2 separate regions of the Mus musculus genome follow, and region 1 is linked to region 2. The links are chromatin contacts, called in public HiCAR-type maps. All regions are on one chromosome and are shown on one strand. Each heading gives the region's core, a stretch centred on a gene start, on an enhancer-like site or on the middle of the called end of the contact. The rest is flanking DNA. Distances are from core to core; before and after follow the strand shown. Region 1 holds the start of Atp2b1 (ATPase, Ca++ transporting, plasma membrane 1). Region 2 holds the start of Eea1 (early endosome antigen 1).

Region 1 (3,201 bases), core at 605-3,104, 3.0 Mb before region 2:
AACTGTTTTATCCAAAGCACGGTAGAAAGTAAAACATCTCCCTGAAAACATGGCTTAAAAGGCCCAATTTCCTACACCAGCTTTCAAAAGCTCTCAACAAGAAAAAAAAAAAAAAATTTCTATTTACTTCAAATTTGAACTGACCAGGAAGGGGAAAAAAAGGGATGGGTGCTAAATGAAACATACAAGTACAAAAAGCAGATTCTCCCCCTTCCAATCCCTCTTTTAATTCCCCCAATCCGGCTCTGCCACACACAAGGACAGGGAGTCTCCCTAGGGAAAGCTGGTGGCAGGGCAAGTGAAGGCTCTCCATTCACTCAAATGGGCCACTATCCAAAGGGATGCCCTATGCGCGCTTTGTACAAACCAGGTCCTTACAAGTACTTATTATTATAAAATACACCTACGCTGAGGATCAAGAACCTTATTTTAAAGTAAGACTGTCCTCAGGTGGGGGAGGTGAAGCACAACAAAGCCTTCCATGTTGAAAGGCAGACAGTCCAGACATGCATATACCTCCACTCGTATGAAAAAAAAAATCCATATAACTAATTTATCAGGAACAGCAATCGATACCGACAGGAGTCATTAGATTATTAATAAACCCAGAAAAGTAGCATGCATAGCAGCCAAAGGTGGCTGTCTGCAGCGCTCTAACCCCTAGGAAGGGTAAAAAAAACAGCCTACCGAGGAGGTTCGCGTCCTTACCAAGGTCCTGCAGACCCTTTTACCCACGCAGACCAGCCCCAGCTTCCCCTTGCGGGTCCGATCACCGCAACAGCAAAAGCATTCCCAATGCTAGAGTCCCGCAGTAAACTGGTGACTGAAATGTGCAGAGACCAACCTGGGCAAAGACCGAGGCGCAGACCCAGGGGTCGCTAACTAGCTAAGACACAAAATTCTCCTGCAAGATGAAATAGAGAAGAAGCCCCCGCCACCTCCGCCCCCCCCACCCCCGCAATAGGAATGCCACCCTCCTTTCTTACTGACCCTTTCCGAGGACAGAGCAGATTTTCCCCCTTTTAAACTAAGTACATAAACATGAATCGGAAGCACCCGTGAACATCCTGGGGGGCCAGACTCAAGACCTGAAGAGAGCGTCCAGGCGGCTCTTCAACTCCCCGGGAGTCACCGTCCTGTCTGACAGGCATCTATCACACCATCCTCTCCGGGGGGCCGACGACAAACCTTCACCTTGCACGGGCAGTACCTCCCGGGGGCCCAAGCCAGGGATTAAATGGGTGACCCTCCCGGGTCGCAGGAAGAGGGAGTGCCGGGGCACCGCTGCCCTCAAGGTCACCACATGCCGGGGTAGGGGCGACCGGTGTTCAGATGGGCTGTGGCGGCAGCAGGGGCAGCCCCGCGAAGTCCGAGAGCCCTCGGGTGTAGACGAGAAGCCACCGGGACGGCGACTCCGAGCTGGACCCGGCGCCGAGGCGCGCGGAGAGGAAGCCTCCTCACCTTTACGGTCTCCTAGCAGGAGCGAACCCCGGCGGCGCCGCCAACTTCGCGGGGACCCGCCGCGCTCCACCCCGCGCCCAGCTGTCAGGACCCCCGCCGCGCCCTGCGCGCCCCACCCGGCCTCCCCCGCAGGTGGCCGCCCCCGCCGCGGGCAGCCACCGGCCGCCACTCACCTCGCCCGCAGCGGGAACCATTTTTTCCGAGGGGAAGAATCAAGGAAAGCTAGGCGGGTGGGTCCGGGGGATGGCGGCGAGGGGTCGCGGGACGTGCCCGCAGCCGGCTCGCTGGGTTCGGGGCGCCACGCGGAGGTGCGGCTGCACCTCGGGAAGGAGGCGGCGGCGGCGGAGCCCAGAGACTCGGCGTCCACCAGCCGGGGCTCCCTACTCACGCTGCACCGCGAGGAGGCGGCGGCGGAGGAGGAGGAGGCGGCGCCCGGCCGGCCCCCGCCCAGAGCCCGGCGGCCGCCGAGTGGCCGCTCGCGTCCCCGCAGGACCCGCCTCCTCCGCTCCGCAAAGCCGCGCTCAGGGCGCGCCGCGCTCGGCACAGCAGCTCAACCGGCCCCGCGCCGGCGTCCGCAGCAGCAGCAACAGCAGCAGCAACGGGCGGGGTGCAACCCGGGGCGGGGTCCGGGGACACCGGTCCGCAGACGCGGAGCTCAAGGGGCAACGGCCAGCTCCGGGGCAGGGGCCCGGTGTGCACCGGGTGACCCGCGAGACCGCCCGAGCAGGCAAGGGGGGAGGAGGGCGCTCACCCGTTCCGGTCCGACGCTCCCTTCTTCTCCACACCTCCACGCCTCCCGCTCCACGCTGGCAGCGCAGCTGCTCCCGCTGCCTCTGCCACCGCTGCGGATGCTCGCGCGGCCGCCGCTGCCGCCTTGGCTGGGCGCGGTCACGTGACGCGGCCCGCGGGGAGCCTGAGGGCGGGCGGGCGGGCGCGCGCGCGCGCACGAGCGGAGGTAGCGCCGCTCGGACCGGGACTGGCGCTTCCCGGAGAGGGCGTTTAAGGGGAGGATCCGGCGAGCGCGGCCCCGCCTGGCGAGCGCGCGCCCGGGGTGGGGTGAGGCGGCGGGGATCAGAACTTGCAGCGCGCGGTGTGGAAAGGGTGGCCTGTAGTGCGGGGCGGGCGACTCGCGCCTCCGCGCGCCCCTCCCTCTCTTCCTTCCCTGCGCGCCGGGCTCCCGGCTGCCCCCGCCCCCTCCTGCGCTGTCGCCCCCTCCCTTCCCCTCCTGCGGCGGCTTCCGATTGGCCGTCGGGGCTCTGACGTCTGTGTTTCCATGACGTGTCGGGGCCGGGGAGGGCCGCGGGAGGGGGCGGCGGGGGAGGAGGGGGCGGTGACTCCGTCCGTCACCGCCGGTGCCTGGGCGCGCGGCCCGGCGGCTCCTGCAACGTGAGGAAGCCGGAGAGCGACGAGTGCCGCCGCAGTGGGACGCCCTTCACTTGGGGTCCCGCTCGAGTCGCCCCCGGGTGGAGGCGATGCCGGGTCACGGGACGGGAGAGCGGCTCGGCGCCCACTCCCTAGCGGACCTGTCTCCTGTCCCGGACGGTGACGCACTCGCCCGACAGCCAAAGTGCCTTCCCTTTTGGGAAGAGAGCCCACTCGCCCTGTAGGCGCGCTGGCCCGGCCACCGACACCGGGGATCCCCGCTGCAGCGCCCAAACCGTGTCCTCTAGCCGGTGCAAGCAGGCCTCGCAAGGTCCGCTTGAAGTCCTCGTGTTTCTCTTTTGGGTTTGCTGCTGCGGC
Region 2 (3,165 bases), core at 123-2,622:
TCAAAAAAACTACCAAAAACGATTGCAAAAGGAAAAAAAAAAAAATCCAATGTCCCCACAGAGGGCCAGAGCAGACGTTAACTATGTTTCCTCTGATGTATGACCAGATGACTTCAATGTTTCACAGAAGCTGTCTAAACAGAATCTTCCCTTCCTGTGTACTGGCTGACTCAACCCTCCTTGGCACATTTCTTAACTAAATGCTACACATTCAGTAAGTTCTTGTCCTTTGAACTAATTCTCCTACTCTCTAGGTAACATCTCTTTACATTAACCAGCTGCAGAAGGGAGCGAATGGAAGCTATCCAAAACACTTGAGTAGGCAACTCTTATTAGAAGCGATTTTAATTATGTTATTCTAGGAACTGGTACCTAAACAAAACATCTACGGCTTTCCAACGCTCTTACCTTTTTACCCTCAAGATTTCCCAGATTTTACATTGAGATAGCCCTGGTGGAAACTAAACTGGAGTGTATCTGCCGTTTGAGCCATTTAGTCCTGGATAACTAAAATGAGGTTCTGGGTCTTGGAGAGGAAAATGCACTTGTAATTCTTAAAAGAAACTTTCCAACAGTGAGTAATATCTTCCTTCTCCACCGACTTTGGCAGTTCAGCGTCTTCAAGTCCCAGGACTAGGCCGGGTCTCCCATGACCCTCCTGTACCGTGCAGATAGATGAGTAAGGAGGCAGACAGGCAGGTGCGTGTCGTGGGAAGGTGGTGGCACGCTGGGGCAGGGAAGGGCCCCGCAGCCGCCCGCAGCCGAGCACCCACGGGCGCGGAGCCGGGAGCGGGGAGCGGGGAGGGGCGCGCGCGGGCACCACACCCTCCAGCCCGTGGTGACAGCCCCGAGCGCGGGAGCCGAGGCTGGAGGCCCTCCGGGCTCCGGCCTGCGCCCCGCCCCACCCGCAGCCCGGCTCCGGCAGGACCAGCAGGCCTCGGCGCACGCTGTCACCGGGCCTAGCGGAGCTCTGAGCGCCCCCGCCCTCCAGCCCGGGCTGCCCCGCGGCCGGGCTCGGACGCTCGCGCTCACGTGCTGCCGGAAGGACGGTTTCACTCTTACCCTCTGCAAGATCCTTCGAAACATGGTTTGGCCGGCCGCCGCCGCCGCCGTCACCGCCGCCGCCGCCGCGGGGACTCTCCGCGCCCTTATGCGGGTTACTCACGACTGGAGGGCGCGAGGGGCCGGCAGCCGAGCCGGGAGGGAGGAGGGCGGGGAAGAGGCGGCGGTGGACGCGGCTTTGGCGGCCCCGACTTCCCCACAGGCGGCGAGAGGCTCACGAGCACGAGCCAGCGAGGAGGGAGCCAGCGAGCGCCCGCCTGCCGGGCCGCCCCCGTAACTGACAGCTGGGCGGGCCCGCCCGCCCGGGGCCGAGGGGCGGAGCCGCTGCAGCCCCGCCTCCTCGGCCTGTCCATCCGCGGGGAGGGCGGGGCCGGAGGGAGGGCCGGCCCGAGGCTTCGACCAATCGGAAGCGGGGCTAGTGTGAGAGACAGGCCACAGGAAGCTGGTGCCTTGGCTTCTTCCGCCGAGAGCTTGGACCTTGGGTGCCGGACCCTGCTCGGGAATGTTGAGGGTTGCCTGGTGTTCTGATGGAGAAGATGCGTGGGGACCTCACGGGTCCCGCCTGGAGGTGTCCCCCACACGGGGATGGAAGAACAGGTTTTAGAGCTAACTTCAGCTGAGCCCCAGCCTAGGATGGAAGTTTGCTAGCGCTCTTAGTGCAGCAACCCCGAGCCGGATCCTCCTCTTGGCTGGAAAGGCTGATTCGACCTCTAAACTCCAAGCCATTGTGGACCCGAGAAACCAAGGCTTACTTAACTGTGTTGGGCTTCCCCCTGCTTTTCCATACCCAGGTTACCCGCTTCCTTCCTGCTTCTGATTGCAATCAGAGCAACAATAAAACATGGGAGGAGGCTGGGTTTGGGATTAACTAGAGAAGTTTGGGTTTATCCTTTTGTGACAGGGCAAAGGTTTCTTCATCTTATTTCAGCTGGAGCCATCCTTGTTTTAAGCTGAAACACACACACTTTTACTAGCCCTTCCGTGGGAAAGCACCTAACTATGTTCTAAAAGCAAGGGGTAGAAATACCCCAGCTAACTTCGTGTCCTTGGCTTCTGTTTAACCACTTGCTTGCTTCCTCCTTCAACTGCCAGCTAGGATGTGAGTTTTCTGTGTTCTTTGTCTCTAGAAACTCTCTGTAATGTGCATTCGGGGTTGCTCTGTTATAAGTGTTTCTCTCCCAGGCAATTCCAGTGCTTGGGAGGCCTCTGCCAGGTTCTAGATGACTAAACTGCACAAGGTGAAACTTGGGATACTGACAGTACCTAGTGACCTGGGAGCTGAGAGAGCAATCAGAAAGGCTGGGAACTGGGGATGCCTAGATTGTGGGGTGGGGGAAAGCATTGAATACCTCAGGTAAGGTTTCTCTATCTGTAGCTAATAATCCTAGGGACTTGTGGAAAAGCTAAATGCAGTGTCAGTTTCTGAGTCGGTGGGGCCTCCAGGACGCTGTTAGGTCAGGATTGTGGGGGTGGGGGGGCTACCAGATTTGAGAACTTTGTCCTATTTTTGTATTGTGTAGATTGCTTGTGCTGTTCATTGTTCTTGAGAAATTTAAAATCATGGGTCAAAATTCTTCTACCCAGAAAACCCCTTGAATCTGATGAACTCTCATTTTAAGAGTCTCCAGAGGAAAGCTCACGAGTCTGGAGAACAGATCTCAACGGGAAAATTAACTACTTTGTGTACCCTTGATTGGTCTTCACTTCAGGTGGGCTGGCCTGCTGAAGGCTACTTCAGCCTTCCTCTTATGCACAAAGGGCAACGTGTGGTCTCTAATAAACCAGGACACCTGGACCAGTATCCCACATTCTGGCCTGAAGGAGTCCCAAATCCCAGAATTTAAAAACTTACTGACCAGATCTCTCCCCCAACACCACCATTTTTGTTTCAGAGAAAGTAAATGAAACTAAGGTGCAGGACAAGTGTTGGCCTCTGGTCCTAGCAGCACCGTCAAGGGAGTTATGCTGCCACCCTCTACACCTAGAACACCAGCCAGGCAAAAATACATGTCACCAGATCCACTGCTGAGCCCAGCTCACACCTGAAGCGGATCCTCTTATCAACCCCAACCACCCGATCATTCTCCTATTTCTGACTCTGAC

The links. HiCAR-type assays count read pairs that join an accessible place to other places.
Region 1: a HiCAR-type map of astrocytes shows a contact between it and region 2, with 8 times the contacts expected there. The contact joins the promoter of Atp2b1 here to the promoter of Eea1 in region 2. A contact is called at or near these places in 2 of 39 promoter capture datasets (hippocampal neurons and pre-B cells), 2 of 115 datasets of contacts at active chromatin or transcription factors (astrocytes and embryonic stem cells) and 1 of 9 other capture datasets (adipose tissue).

What each region holds. Positions count from the first base shown.
Region 1 is chr10:98,913,805-98,917,005 of GRCm38.p6, reverse strand. Atp2b1 (ATPase, Ca++ transporting, plasma membrane 1) reads right to left here and starts at 1,854. Exons shown (of 21, transcript NM_026482.2): 1 at 1,635-1,854.
Region 2 is chr10:95,938,870-95,942,034 of GRCm38.p6, reverse strand. Eea1 (early endosome antigen 1) reads right to left here and starts at 1,372. Exons shown (of 29, transcript NM_001001932.3): 1 at 1,063-1,372. The coding sequence starts at 1,086.